Regions from separate parts of the Gossypium hirsutum genome. Here all the other regions are linked to region 3. A link is a contact called in public Hi-C data. All regions are on one chromosome and are shown on one strand. The core of a region is the stretch at or near the end of the contact, and the rest is flanking DNA. Distances in the headings are between cores, read along the strand shown. Region 1 holds the start of LOC107951922 (probable inactive ATP-dependent zinc metalloprotease FTSHI 2, chloroplastic). Region 2 has its middle 4.2 kb from the start of LOC121217189. Region 3 holds the start of LOC107951927 (protein MODIFIED TRANSPORT TO THE VACUOLE 1).

Region 1 (5,059 bases), core at 1,114-3,613, 450 kb after region 3:
ATCTGTATTATCTTAAAACGGATGATCAGCTTACAATGATGTCTTACCGAAAGAAAAAAAAAAAACAGTTATAAGTAGTTTCTGGATTTCCCTTTTGAGAATACATATGAATGTATATCAAGATAACAAATGGACCAAATTTATTATCTAAGATCAGAGAAGAAACAGAAATAAGGAAAATGTCACATCACTTTTGAATGTTGACCAACTTCTGTTTAAAATGAGAAGACCAGCCAAAATTTGTGGAAAACAACTATCTAATCAGTGTCATAAAGGGATCAAGGATGAGAGTTCCGCTCAGTGACTGAAAAAGGAAAAAAGAAAGGCACAAATACCTCTTGCAAACACGAATGTGGTAAGTATAATGAAACAGAAAGGCTCATCAGATATTCAGCAATCCAGATCAATAACAACTTAATAGTTGTCTTATAGAACTGAATAAACATATCATTATACCATATGATAAAATGCTATAATTCTTTGAACTTTGCGTTATCATCTTTATTTAGAGGTAAGTTGACTACACATGATCCATGAATTTACTGCAATTTTCGTTTAGCCACTTTAAGTGTTACATTCCTACAAATTTAGAGTTTGGGTAGTGATCTCAAAGTAAAAAAGAAAAAGGAAAAAGCTGATTCATCCAATTATAAGCTCTTGTATCCAGGTTGTTAACTTGTCAGTTGTCATGCCAAAGACTTAAGGTAAACAAGACATAACAACTTGCTTGCATGTAGGTTTCGAGTATAACTTCATTGCAGAATATTGAATTTTAAAATAAATTTATTCAGGTTTAGAATTTTTGACCTGGTATTCTTACTCCTCTTCTTCGGTACATCTCCCCATGTGTGAAAAATTTGACTATTTCCTCAAGCTCAAGCCGGATTTTGCCAAGACCTGCAACGTCTGAGAACTTGACATCCACTACTCTCTCCAAATACTGTGGCAGTCTCTTATTTTGTGCTCTCCGCACGCGTGCTCCTGACTTCATGAATTGCATAGCCATCTTCAAATAAGGATTCTGCTCACCTCCCCCTTGCTCAGCCTCATCATCCTCCCCCTCAATTCCTTCCAGTTCCCTCTCCAACTCCCTCATCTTTTTTCTCTCTTCTGCCTCTGCCTTCTCAATCTTCAACCTATCCTCGTAATCCTTCTTCTGCTTTCTGTAACTAAGCACCACTGTCCTATAAAATATCACAAAGAACACCAATCCAAGCGCAGTTGCAACATTTGAATCCTGAGCTAAACTGGCCCACATATTTGCCATACTTTGATAATTCCTTCTAGCATCACGCAATGACTCCTCATACTTCCTCTTCCTAATCTCTCGCTTCTTTCTCCTCTCATCCTCCTTCTTCTGCGCCTTCATAATCTTTTCAATCATCTCTCTCTCTTCCCTCATTCTCGCCAACTCCTCCTTTTTTTGCCTCTTAAACTCCTCTCTTTGTCTCCTAATTTCCAGCGCCCTTTTGGACTCCTTCTTCGGCTTAAACCACGACAACATAAATGCAGGCACCCTCCATAAAAATCCCAAATAAGGAGAAGGCACCTCAGGCCTCTTAATTGGAGGTGTATATGCATTAACACACAAAGATTCAATCTTTAACTCATCCCATGAATCCCAAAACTTCCTATCACTATCTATTGAAGGCAAAACAGTTCTTAACACCCTAGAATCTTCTAAAACTACTAAAACTGGCTCTGCCCTTTGCTTCAAACTAGCACTAGGCGGCTTAATTAAATGTTTAAGCTTTCCCTCATGTTTCAAACTGAGAATTTCAGTATATGGAATCCGGTTGGTTACAACTGGAAGATTTTTCGACCATTGTTTTATCTGCTCAGGGGTCAAAGCTTCTTGAGTTTTTTTCTGAGTTTTTTTCCTATCAGATACTTTAACTGCAGCAAGAGAACTTTGTTGTGGAAATGAAGTGGAGATTATAGTAAGAGTAATGGGTAAAGCAACAAAATTGAAATGGGTTTTCTTGGTTTTATCATCATCATCGGAACTATTGCTCTTAGAGCTATAAATTTGACAAGAAATTGAAGGGTAAGAGCTGAAGAAAAATGGGTTTTGAGGTTTGGGTTTTAAAGATGGAAGCTTTGGGTACAATGAAGAACCAAAAGAGAAATGATAAGCCATGAAAAAACAATGAAGAAAAAAAAATGTGAAGAGAATTATGAGTGAAAATGAACAGAAAAGAATTTCACTATGTTAAGAGATCGAAAGAGATAGACTTACGTAGTGAAACGAAACTGAGACATTGTAGTTAAGGTTATTGAACATTCGATTTAGTCGAATAGGAAGCCTAAGACACAGCATTTTATTCTTTTCTTCTTTCTCTTCAAACCTCTCCCGGATAAAAAACTGCGTCCCCGACCAACAAGAATATTAAACCTTAGTGTTAAACGACGCCGGTTAACATCTATAATAAACCCGCATTAATATTTTGGGTAAAGTACAAGATAATCACCTAACTATGCACTTCATTTTATTTTGGTCACCCAACTATTAATTTTTTGATTTAGTCACTCAACGTTTTGAAATTAAATATTTTAGTTACTCTCCTTTTAGTTGTTGTTAGTTGTGGGCTGGAAAGCTAATGTGAGCTCTTTTTTTATTAACCTAATAACAAATTTAGTCCTTTCAATGTTTACACATTTTATCAATTTGATCCTAAATAAAAAAATATAACAATTTCTACAAAGAAACAATTGGATTCTTTCTCACTCTCAACAATATACACTCTCTAACCCTCTTTTCAACCACCATACCTGATGCATCACCATCTTCAACTCACCCTCACCATATTAATTTCATCTACTCTCAAACCTAACAAACACTAAAGCTTCTATCATCAAACCATTTTTCCTTCAGCCCAAAACTAGTTAAACAACCACAAACATCACGAACTCACCATCTTACCCGTTTGCACGATGCTATCACCATCACCATTTTCCCCTCAAGTCCTACACACCACTCCCACCAACCATTTACTCGAGACCCGCCATATGCTAAGTCTCAACCACCTCTCTTTTAACCCTAACCCAAAAGCAACCCCAAAATACTTTAAAATCCTAGCATACACAACACCCTTAATACTTGATAGTCATAAAAACAACCAATAAACCAACAACCATTAAGATCTTTACTTTAGAGAGGAAAATTTAGCACCATATGCAAAAGAAGAAACGAACCAAAAGATTTAGGAAAAAAAAGTGAATTGAAAAAAAAACAAAAAGAACTCATATTGACTTGGCTTGGCTTAGTTTGGTTTAAGTGGTTCGGGTTCAACTCTTAGTGATCCCAATAGAAAAAAAGTTAATTGTTGACCAAAGGAGTAAAAGGAGGCCGAAACAATAGTGGATAAAGAAGACAATCTAAATAGTGGTGCAACTATTAGAGAAGTAGCAACGATTGGTGGTTGTGGCACAACATTGGACAATCAAAGGTTTTGAAAAAAAAAAGAAAGAAAATAAGAGAGAAAAAAGTAGAGGAAGTGAAAGAGTAAATAGAGAGGAGTGTCAATGGTGCTAGATGCTGATAAAGGTGAGTTGAATATGGTGATGCATCGTGTATGGTGGTTGATAAGAGGGTTGATAGGTGTCTTGCCGATAGTGAGAGAGGGATCAATTGTTTCTTGATAGAACTTTTTAGATTTAGGATCAAATTGATAAAATGTGTAATCATTAGAGGGCTAAATTTGTTATTAAGGCAATAAAAAGGTCAACATCAGCTTTTTGTCCCATAGCTAATAGCAACTAACGAGAAAGTGACTAAAATATTTAATTTCAGAAAATTGAGTGACTAAATAAAATAATAATAATACTTGGGTGACCAAAATAGAACTAAGTGCATAGTTAGTGTCTATTATTGTAATTTACCTTAATATTTTTGTTTACGACTATATGTATAGTGAAACTAAGGTATCTATGATATTTGTCCCAATAATGTCATTTCAAAGTTTGAATCTAAATTCTCTTTATGAAATTATAGTGAACCTTACTATCAGGGCGGTCTTCCCCTTGGAATTTTTAGATATTTTAACTTTATATATAAACTATCATGTATTTTGGATTTGGTGTCCACATTGTATAACATTCGCCCCCTTAAGTCATAAGGTTATACTTTATATTAACAAAGTATTTTTCAGTTTTTAATTATATAACTTTAATAATAATAAAATATTAATGTATGATGGGTCTTGAAATACTAAATTTAGAGGTCCAATATGGACTTTGAAGCCAAATTCCAAAATTAATTGATTTGGCCTATACCTACACATAATAGGTTAGCAACTTTCTTGTATTTTGATTTGTATATCTTACTAAGGAATTATCTTCCTCTAGTAAGGTACCGACATTTCCAAAAGAAAAAACAAAGGAGTTTTATGCTGAGAGTGAGAGCACAGAGTAAAAAAATATAAATTATCTTCCTCTTGGCTCCTTATGTAAAAGACTTCTCGGTAAATATTTTTGCATAAATTATGTTCTTTATTTATTTGACTTATTATTTTTTTCCTTTTTCCTAATATGTTTTTATTTAAATATTATTACAATCTTCAGGTTTTACGATTATATTATGGTCAATAAAAAGATCAAATCTTTTTTCAAGAAAAGGGTGTTAAAAAACAATAATAATCAATCGGTTCTTTAAATTTTTGTTATTAACAGAGAAAAATCAAATATCAGATCTTCCCAAGCTCTTAAACGAGATATTAGGTATTCTCAAATTCCTAAATGTCCTTATAAAGTGTTGAAAGTCGAAACAAAGGAGTTTGATGCTTCTTCTTTGGAGCGTGATCCGGGGGCTTAAAAAATCTATTTGGAATTACCCTCCAAATCAATAGGACTAAGTCCGTCGAGCTTACTTTAAGTTTGGGCCATATCAACGGATTCCTCCAAGTGAGGCTCTAACATTTCCTCAATATATTGACAAGAATGGACACCGATTTCTCCCATCTTAGTACAAGTTATTCCCGGATTGGCTCGAGCTGTTACCAAGTAAGAATGCCACATATTGTCTTCCTTTTTTTTCTCTTCAATAATACATTTGGGCATT
Region 2 (4,743 bases), core at 1,643-4,142, 270 kb before region 3:
GATAATCGACCTCTGTTTGTAAGACTTAAGGGTCTGGTAAGTTCATTGTAGCCCTGATATTCTGACACTTGCTTGCTTAATATGTGATTTTTAGCCCTGATATTCTGACACTTGCTTGCTTAATATGTGATTTTTACTTGTGAATGAGCTAATACTGTTCAAGCCTGTTAGTCTGCAAACTCGGACAGCATTGACTCTTTCATAAATTTCCTTTAAGATATTGATAAGCATGCTTGGGTTTAATTGATTGCATACCATTGGAGAACTTATTATCTGAACTGTAAGAATAAAAAATTGGGTTTCTTAGCGGTTGTTCAAGGTTCAACTCATCACCCTGGAGAGCGATTGCAGTAAATCAAAAGTACTCTTGCCTAGTTTTCAATTAGCTAATTGAGTCATCCTATTATGACCGTAATTTACTGCTAGGCTCTAGTTTACAGCCTTTTCTTTAATTTGGTTAACTAGTTACAAATAATTTTAATTAGGCCAGACTGCCGGAAAGAGGGAGCTGCTTTCATTTATTTTGCATTGTATTTTAGGGGCATTTTATAGGACACATGGACACACTTCTTGAGTTAAAATCTTTCTACCTTCACAGGATTGCATGAGGGGTTCTTTGGATAAAGCCCGTGTTGTCTATGCTCCTGGAGAAGAAATTGGCAGTGAAAATCGACTTTCATGTGCCTGTCGTATCCTTTTTTATTTCTTCCAGTTTATAATATTTCCTTTCTTTTGATTCTGCACTTGGAAATACAAGAACAATAATCATGTTCCCAATTTTTGTTGAAGTTTAAACTTTTCTGTCAATTTCTCTGTTGGTTTCCTTATCATTTCTTAGAAGTTATTATTGATGCTTTTGTTGAGGCTGGGCTTGTTCTAGAGCGAGATATCAGACATGAATTCAAGGTAAGACTTTTGGCCTTATGTGTGTTTTTTCTTTGTTCTTTTTTCCTGTAGTATTAAAAGCTTGTGCTATCTGTGTAGTTATTAGTTGAGATGTTCTCGGTATTAATGAATGAACAGCAATGCTGTTTCTTGAATTTCAAATAAGTTTGAATGAGTCCTTGCTACACTTTTATTTGTTGAGATATTTTAGTGTTGATTGTTTATTAGTTGAGATTTTAATGTTGAATACTTCACGAATTTAGGAGAAAATCTTTGGGTTTCCACTTGTAAATAAAGCCTTCACCTGATCATTAATCAATGTAACTGTGTTCTCTTCATTTGTTTATTTGATCTTCTTTACTCAGAACGAGGTATGCCTTATTTGTTTGCTCAAATCTACCAGCATAAAGAGATTTTTGTCTTCCCTTCAATCCTAGATTCACCTTTTTGGCATGCTCTGCTCTTCATTTCTTTCAATTCGACCTCATTCACTTGATACTTGTTTACTGATATCTGTAAAATGTGAGGAAACAATATTTAATTACACCTATGTATGGTAAAGTAAAGCCTACTGTATGAATGAATAGTAACGCGATATGTCATTGAGCCTTGGTCTGTGTTACAATGTTCTCTCTAGAAAAGCTCCAGAAAGATGAACATAGGTAAAAGGTGCATATCACCATGGATTGACCTTGAAAAAACCTGCAAAGTGTAAAACTCTTCTTACATGACAGGGACCATAGCACTCATCTATACCCCTCCCCCCCACATCCCTCAAGGTCAGTCTATGGGTTCTGCTTTGCCTCGGGTCAGGTCTGATTGTTTTCCTCCCTCAAGAAACGATCCTCTAAATCATAAAGACAGGCACCTTCTCTTAAATGTATACCTTTAGATTTGTATGTCAAACACTGGACGACAAACTTAGTTTGCTGCAAATCTAGTTAAGACTATTGTGAGGGAAGGAAATAGATCAAAAAGAAAGGGAAAAGAATCATATCTAGAAGTCAATATATGCTTGTGTGCCTTGTATGAAGCAATGTTTAGTTGGTTTTTTAGTTTCATTTTATTTTCCTTTCCTTCTGGTCTCAAAAATATTAATGTTGTATCTGTTGTTAAATTTCAGTTGCATGCCACTGTGATGAATGCGAAGCATCGGAAAAGGTGCCACCCCATTTCCGTAATAATGTTTATTTATTGTTATAAGTAGCAGTGCTGTGCAACCTCGTGATTGTGCCTTCCCTAATTTATTTATTTATTTATTTGGGGTGTAACTGTTCAGGAGGAAAAATCGGAAGGTAAAGTCTGATTTCTTCAACGCATGTGGCATTTTCAAGCAGTTTGGATCGGAGGAATGGGGCGAGTATCTCATCCGGGAGGCTCATCTTTCTCAAAGATTCAAGTATGATGAGAATGGTTATTATCATTGTTGTGCTTCAATCCCCTTCCCTGAAAACATGCAAGTCGACTGATTCCTTTGTTAATCCAAATATTAGAGATAGAGATGTTTGTTTTGGTGCTGTTTCATGTTTATATACATAGTTTAAACAAAAGAGAAAAAATCTGAGAAATATAATGGAAGACACTTTCCTAATTGATATGGCAAAGTAGGGATGGGGAGTGGTTGAAGATTTCATGTTGCATTTGTCACAGTCACGCCAAATATCCGAAGGGTACGCGGGGTACTTCAATCTCACAGTGTGGGCTGTATAAGTGTGGGTGTTGCATGCCCCAATAAGTCGGTTTTGAAGGGAGAGGGTCAAGACCCACAGCTCACGAGCCAAGTGACGGTGACAAGGTCATTATGAGATTATTTCGCCAAACCCTCGAAGGGTAGGCTAAGTTGCTTCTTGAAGGAAAGGAATGTAAAACAAAGGTCGTGCTATATTTCACATCGGGAAGAAAAGGAAAGGTCTTGCTATGAAAGTGTGAGCACTACACACCCCAATAACCTGGTTGTGTGGGAAAAAAGATAATGACCACACATGACACTTGAGGCCACGATCATCCAGATAAGATGGGGCTAAGGGTTGAAGGTTTGTTGGAGTTGATCAAGATTTGTAGGGTCATAGATTTGATCATGTTGTTTTGAGGAATTCATTTGTTTCATCACTAAAAAAAAGGGGTCCAGAGAATTTCGCATCAAGTCCCCATTAACCAGGGTCCATTCAAGTTAGAAGCGCCAATCAGGCTGGGGCTGGGGCTGGTGCGGTGAGATATTAATCTGGGTGATAACCAAGGGTGTTTCTTTACTAAAGCTAAAATCAGTATATATGGGAATTATTGTCTCTCTGGCCCCATGGCTGAAAGAATTAATACTGCTAAATAAGTCATTACTCATCCTCAACTATCAAAGTATAGGATGGTCAATATCAGCTCTAAATGTTGAATTGATAGAATTAAATTAGATACGATTACATAATATGAATATAACATACTAAAATGCTCACGTCTTAAAATCTATATAGTGAGAAAATTGTTAATATATTAAGATTCATATATTGAGCATAATGCTAGGGCAATTGAAATGTTGTGGCAATTCTCAAAGAATAAATGGGGAGGATTTGTACTGTTGAATGATAAATGTTGGAATTAGTCAGGTTTTATTTTTATATCATAATAATGCCATGACAAAATCTTGATCATTCTACTGTTCAGGGATTCACTACTATAGTCTACTTTTTTCGAAGCCAGACTTAAGCTATCATTATGAGTTTTTGTATGTCTACAAAACTCAAGAATGATATCCAGACTATTCTTCCTTTCTCTGTACAAATCACAACTTCTACGCCTAGAGTGTTGCGAATATTCATTCGAATACTCGTTTGTATCAACCAATAATAATTCAGTTCATTTAATCTTTTCAGAATTAAATCAGATCTAACAATTTACCATACAATCATTTATGTCTAGAGGTTGCATGCATGCATTTAAAATAACCACAAATCGAATGAAACAGTAATCTACTCAAAATCAGACCATGGGCATTAAAGATAATAAAAATTCACCCAATAATTCCAATCCAGTGAGATTTAGCTCATGGATTGGACATTCAAATCCAAAATAAAACCATTCAGCATTATCATTCAAGTTTATGAATCACAAAGTTCAAATTAGAAAATAAAGGTAGAATTGCAGGAAGCTCTCGCTACTCCAGTTTTCACTTTAATATTGAAATTTGATGCAAAACCCAAGGCAGATATCTCTTCCCCTTTCTTGCATTTGTGGTTTTTTGCTCTGTAAGCTGCTACCATCTCCTTTCTTTTCTTTGAAATTTTTCACGAGAATTAGATGCATAGAAAAATTGCTTTCCAATTCCTCTCTCCCTCAAAATCTTCATCCCCTTGTATCTTTTCTCTTTCCTCCTTTATAGGGTAGATCCCTCCCTCTTAGTACACACATTTTGTTTCCTATTTTTTAGGGTGATTTATCTAGTACAAGTATAACTAGCTGAGAGTGACGTGGACTGAGTGCTGCATCATTTTCCTGGAATTGTCATGGCATTCTTGTTGGCAATCTAACCAACATTTTTCTATAGCAATATTTCACTTCCTTCATTTTCTTTCTCCTTTCTCTCTTTTCTTCTTCATCTTGCACTTGCTGCTAACAATAACCAACACTTTTCTTTCCCAGTAACAAATAATGACATTTATAGCACAAACCAAGCTTTTTCATGCGATGTTCTAAAAATACCCTAAAAATGCAAACATATTTACTTAATTACAAACAATTAATTCAATCTAGAGAATTGAAATATAACTCTTTTCAAGAGTTATCACACCTCCAAACCTGAATTATTGCTTGTCCTCAAGCAAAATATGTATGAGTATGTATGAATGCATGAATTTGCCATAACACATA
Region 3 (5,065 bases), core at 2,432-4,931:
AGGATGAGCATTTTTTTTCTTTGTTTTTTCTTTCTAGTTTCGGCTAAATGAAGATGAGAAAGGATGAACAAAAAATTTTCTCCTTTCTTTTCTTTAGCTCACGGCAATGGGGGGGAACAACTACACACATTTTTTTTTGTATTCATCATACTCCTTTTCATTATTTTATGCCCATGCCCCTTATTTTATTTTTTTCCTACATACCTCACTAGGCCAACATGTTCCCAACATGTTTCCACCCATAGCATGGCCAACCACTAGCCCAAATTTTGGGTAATTTGACATGCAAACCCATCATTTTCACAACATGCATTAATAGACCATTTTAAATTAGCCTATCATATTTTCACCATGTCTCATATCAATCCCTATTTAATAATTTCTCATGCAATTTGCAAAATTGGAGAATGAAACTTCCACATACTCATGTACACACATAATAAGCATAGAATATGGAAATCAATTATTTTATGACTCGGTTTTGTGGTCCCGAAACCACTTCCCGACTAGGGTCAATTTTGGGCTGTCACAGATTTCATATTAGACATATGCATGGTTATGTTCTAATTTGGCATGAAAATGGGATGTACTTTGGTATTGATTCATGTTTGTAATGGTGCCTTAAGGCATATTGGTTAGAAATATGAAATATTATGTTTTGGCATGGTTATTGTGTATTTTAGGCAGGTTTAAAGAATGGTTATATGCATATTCATGACTTAGGAAAAGCTTCGGTTTGATAGTTTGCGTAGTAAGGCATATATTGCATACACAGGCCAACACAAGGTCGTGTCTCAGACTTGAGCAAGTGACACGGTCATGTGCTCTTTATAAATTGAAAGGTTTTAGTAAACACGATTTCAGTTTGTTATACGGGCTGGTCACGAACTCAAATGGTACTATAGATATGGTCATTTTATTTTCCACACGATTTTAATCTCTCACACGACCCAACTACACGATCGTGTGAATGTTTGTAAGTTTTTGCATTTAGGTCCACACGGCTTTAGTGAATTACACAGCCTGGATACACGACTGTGAGACTCCAATTTTACACAATTTTAGTTTGTAACATGACCCATGCACACGACTATGTGACCATGTTTTGTGAAATTTTCCTTGATGTTTAAAAGTTTGCAATTTAGTCCTTATTTGAACTTGGGTCAACTTAAGAGCTTTTGTAAGTTTGATTAAGACTCGAATTTGGTTGTTAATCATGGTAAACATAGATTATCAATTGTTTTGTTGTTTTAGTGATTACATGCGAATTGTTCTGTTAATTGTTGTAGCATCTTATAGCTCGAGTCTGGAAACTAGAATGAGTGAGGGGTGTAATATAGCTGGTATGTGATATTTATAACAATAAACCCTTTTATTGAAAACACACCTGTGTTTTTTACTAGATGGATCATTATTGTTCTCTGCTTTCAACTGAATGGCCTTCTTCGTTATTTTCGTACTATAAACTGCTTCAACTGTGGGCTCAAACGTATTTGAATAAAACACAAAACCAAAAATTATTTACTTTACTTTCAGTGGGAAAGAAAAATTCTCTCTCAATAGAGATTGGTTGAATTGTTATTCTGAAAGGTAAAATTTATTTTAGAAAATAAATTCTCACTATTTTCGAGTAGAATCAATATCTCAAAGTTTTGTTTTTAGCCTTACCAATGCCATCATTTATAGGGAGAGGAGGTGAAACCTTTTTTAATTGTAGAAGTCTATTTCAATAGAAAAAAATCTCTTAGTTTAACTAGGATTAGGTGGTTTAATGATGATGATCTCAGAGTTTGATTGTCTGAAAGCATACAACTCATGATGTTGAAACAATGATGATTTCAAGTCTTAAGGATCATACATACAATTATCACCATGAGAAGTGTCGTGATTACTACATAACAATCCAAGAAGCATTCTCCTGGTGGGTTATTCCAGTATATTATTCTCTTACATATACTTATTTGTTGACTTGATATTGCATATCCATAACAACACTTGCTATCAATCAATCACATATTAGTCTCAATGTATTATTATTGTCCAAGCCCACAATAATATTTGACTAAAGACATTTATAAATGATCATTCTTAGGACTTTATCATTATATAGTTTATTTAACACAAAAATAAAGACTAAAAACAATAATGACAATGTCTTTATTAATAAACTAAGTAAATATATGTTATTACAATCATTATATGATTGGTATTTTGGCATACTCCAACAATTTCCACCCTCAATCTCTCACTTTTCAATAAGGGCTTCATTGATTCTTTAGAGAGAAAATGGAAGATAGAAAGTTTCAATAAGATAAGAAATGGTGGTTTCCTCAAACATGAGGTGCCCCAACCAAAAACTTCAACCCAAACAACAATCATAACACCCCAGTTAACAACTGCTTGATTTATTTAACCAAGCTATGAAGACTTGCAATTTCAGTAAACTAGATCGATAAAGTTAAATAGTTAACTTCAATGAAAAAGTGAATAAATTTGGAAAAAGATACAAACCTTCAATTAAAGCTAAATCCTCCATATGGAACCTTAATCCCATTCCCTCCAAATTGGAAATTTTGCTGAATACCATCACCAGGAGGTAGTGTCTCTTCATCCTCCTCCAAACAGTAAGTCTTAAGAATTTTAACTGCGTTCTTATAGATCTCATTATTGTCATGACTCTCTTGTAGATTTTCTATCTTTTCTAATCTCTTAGCCTTAGATCAAATAACAAACTATTCATTTTGTTAACAATTTCATCTATTTCTACTATTAATTGCAAACGTGGTGTGTCACATAAACCTCATGTGGACGTGGAAATATTTAAACAAAATTTAAAAATCTTAAAAGATAAATAAATTTTTTATAATTATTTAAAAAAACACCTTTGAAGATGAATTATTGACATGGTTTTCCAAATAATTATAAAAATTTCCAAAATTTAAAAATTTTAAAAATTATTAAGAATTATAATAAGTTATAAAAATATTTAAAAAATTAAAAATTATTAAAAACAACTGGAATGACTTGGACACATAGTGGTTTAGACCCAAATGAATTTGGACAAGAGTTTGTCCATATTCATTCTAGAGTGATTTCTTAAATAATTATAAAAAATTTTCTTGGAATTTTTAAGAATTAAATTCTTAATAACTTTCTATTAAGTTTTAGAAATTTATTTAGTTTTAGGAATTTTATATTTTTTAAAATTATTTTTTAATATAGTAAAATGCACATCAGCATGAGGTATACGTGATAGATCATGAGTTGCTGTTTGGTTGCTTTGTTAGCCACTTCATCACTTAACGTTAGAAATAGGTAAAAAATTTAATAAAATGGTCATTTTGCTCTTTGATCTAATGTAAAATGATTAATTTACTTTTTTTTTAAATGGAGCAAAATGTAATCTAACTCTTAGTACGAGAACCTCTATGATACTTTTAACATGATAGATTTTATATTTTTTTTCCAAATAAAAATTAATTTTACTTTGAATATTTTATGTGATTGTTTAATGGTGAATTTTTTAATAGGTGGATTTTTTTTTAAGGTAAGGGAATTAATTAATTATTTTTAAGTGGAAAATGCAAAAAAAAATTTTTAAATGCGACTTTTTAGTATAATAAATTTTGTAAATTTATCAACAAAACAGCCGGAATTGACAGCGTTACCTTGACCACGGTCCCAAACATTTAACACCTGTTCTGGCAACCATGCGCAAGGGACAGACAAATTTAACAACCTGACGGGTCTGTGAGCCTAGCACCACGGTGTAAGCCTTCGTTCACAAATCCAAAATCTGTCTTTGCCCTAATTCAATCCCTATTCATCGAAATTCAACGATTTCCCTTCTTTTCAACGCCCCTTTCTTCATCCAACCAATACCAAATAGATCCACCTTAAACCTCTCGATTCAATCAAAGAATTTGAGGGTTTTACCCCTTTTTCCCCTTCAATTTTTTGTAATGGATTCAAGCAGGCGAGCGGTGGAGTCGTACTGGAGATCGCGGATGATTGATGGAGCAACCTCGGATGAAGACAAAGTAACTCCCGTTTATAAGCTAGAAGAGATCTGCGAGCTCTTGAGATCGTCTCATGTTAGTATCGTTAAAGAGGTCTCTGAATTTATACTGAAACGACTCGATCATAAAAGCCCCATCGTCAAACAAAAGGTAATTCCGTTTCAATTTGCTCTCAATTTTGTTTCAATTTGGTTAAATCTAGTCAATTGTAATCAAGTTGTCGTTTCTCTGGGGAAATTTTCCTGGGAAAGTTACAAAGTTAAAGTTTTGAACTCAATTTAGTCATGCAATCAAGCAGTGAAGTAAGCAGTGAAGTAACGATCGGAGAACTTTAACTGAGTTTTTTTGTAGTTAAATATCTGTATCAAAGCATGACTTGTGTTTGTATATAAATGCAACTAAAGCAAAAGGCTATTAACAAAACAAGGAGAGGAGCCTAATATTCTCCGAAGGCGAAGAAGTTTTTACATGTAAAGAGTCTAAGTTACCATGTGTTTCTATTATTATGAAATATCAAAACATGTTGATACTCAATTTGTAGTGGGACTTTTACAGGCTTTGCGGCTAATAAAATATGCTGTGGGAAAGTCTGGTGTGGAGTTTAGGAGAGAAATGCAGCGGAACTCTGCAGTGGTGCGTGAGTTATTCCATTACAGAGGGCAACCGAATCCTTTGAAGGGGGATGCACTCAATAAGGCTGTTCGGGACACAGCTCATGAGGCTATTTCTGCTATATTTGCAGAGGAGAAAAATGCTAGTAAGCCTCCTCCTGCAGACGACCTTAACAAACGAATACAAGGATTTGGGAACTCAAACTTTGAAATGCCATCTGATGATAAGAAATCATTTCTAAGTGAGGTGGTTGGCATTGGAAGTGCTTCCCTCAAGCAGGGAATCAGTAGTTTCACTCAGGGCCATTCACTTAGAAAGAATGATAATGGGAACTACAAAAGCCCTACACTTCAAAGGTCTTTGACTAAAGAAATTGACCATTCTGATAGGTATGAACCTGTTACATTGCATACTGACACTAAAAGGGTTTCCGG

What was found. A called contact is a pair of places that touch in the nucleus more often than the background predicts.
Region 1: a Hi-C map of leaf shows a contact between it and region 3, with 1.9 times the contacts expected there. The contact joins the promoter of LOC107951922 here to the promoter of LOC107951927 in region 3. A contact is called at or near these places in 5 of 34 Hi-C or Micro-C datasets (hypocotyl, leaf and petal).
Region 2: a contact with region 3 is called in a Hi-C map of leaf, with 3 times the contacts expected there. The contact joins the enhancer-like site here to the promoter of LOC107951927 in region 3. A contact is called at or near these places in 13 of 34 Hi-C or Micro-C datasets (callus, hypocotyl, leaf and 1 more).

The regions. Positions count from the first base shown.
Region 1 is chrA02:85,114,819-85,119,877 of Gossypium_hirsutum_v2.1, reverse strand. It overlaps LOC107951922 (probable inactive ATP-dependent zinc metalloprotease FTSHI 2, chloroplastic), which reads right to left and starts at 2,363. Exons shown (of 12, transcript XR_001698676.2): 1 at 808-2,363.
Region 2 is chrA02:85,834,325-85,839,067 of Gossypium_hirsutum_v2.1, reverse strand. It overlaps the pseudogene LOC107951643. Among protein-coding and RNA genes, the nearest start is that of LOC121217189, 4.2 kb to the right of the region's middle. Within about 2 kb of position 2,892, at least 4 of the 9 cell types and tissues checked have an H3K27ac peak or open chromatin away from gene starts, as enhancers often do. A contact at or near this core is called in hypocotyl and leaf, where this site is marked.
Region 3 is chrA02:85,564,507-85,569,571 of Gossypium_hirsutum_v2.1, reverse strand. It overlaps LOC107951927 (protein MODIFIED TRANSPORT TO THE VACUOLE 1), which reads left to right and starts at 3,681. Exons shown (of 6, transcript XR_001698679.2): 1 at 3,681-4,169; 2 at 4,575-5,065.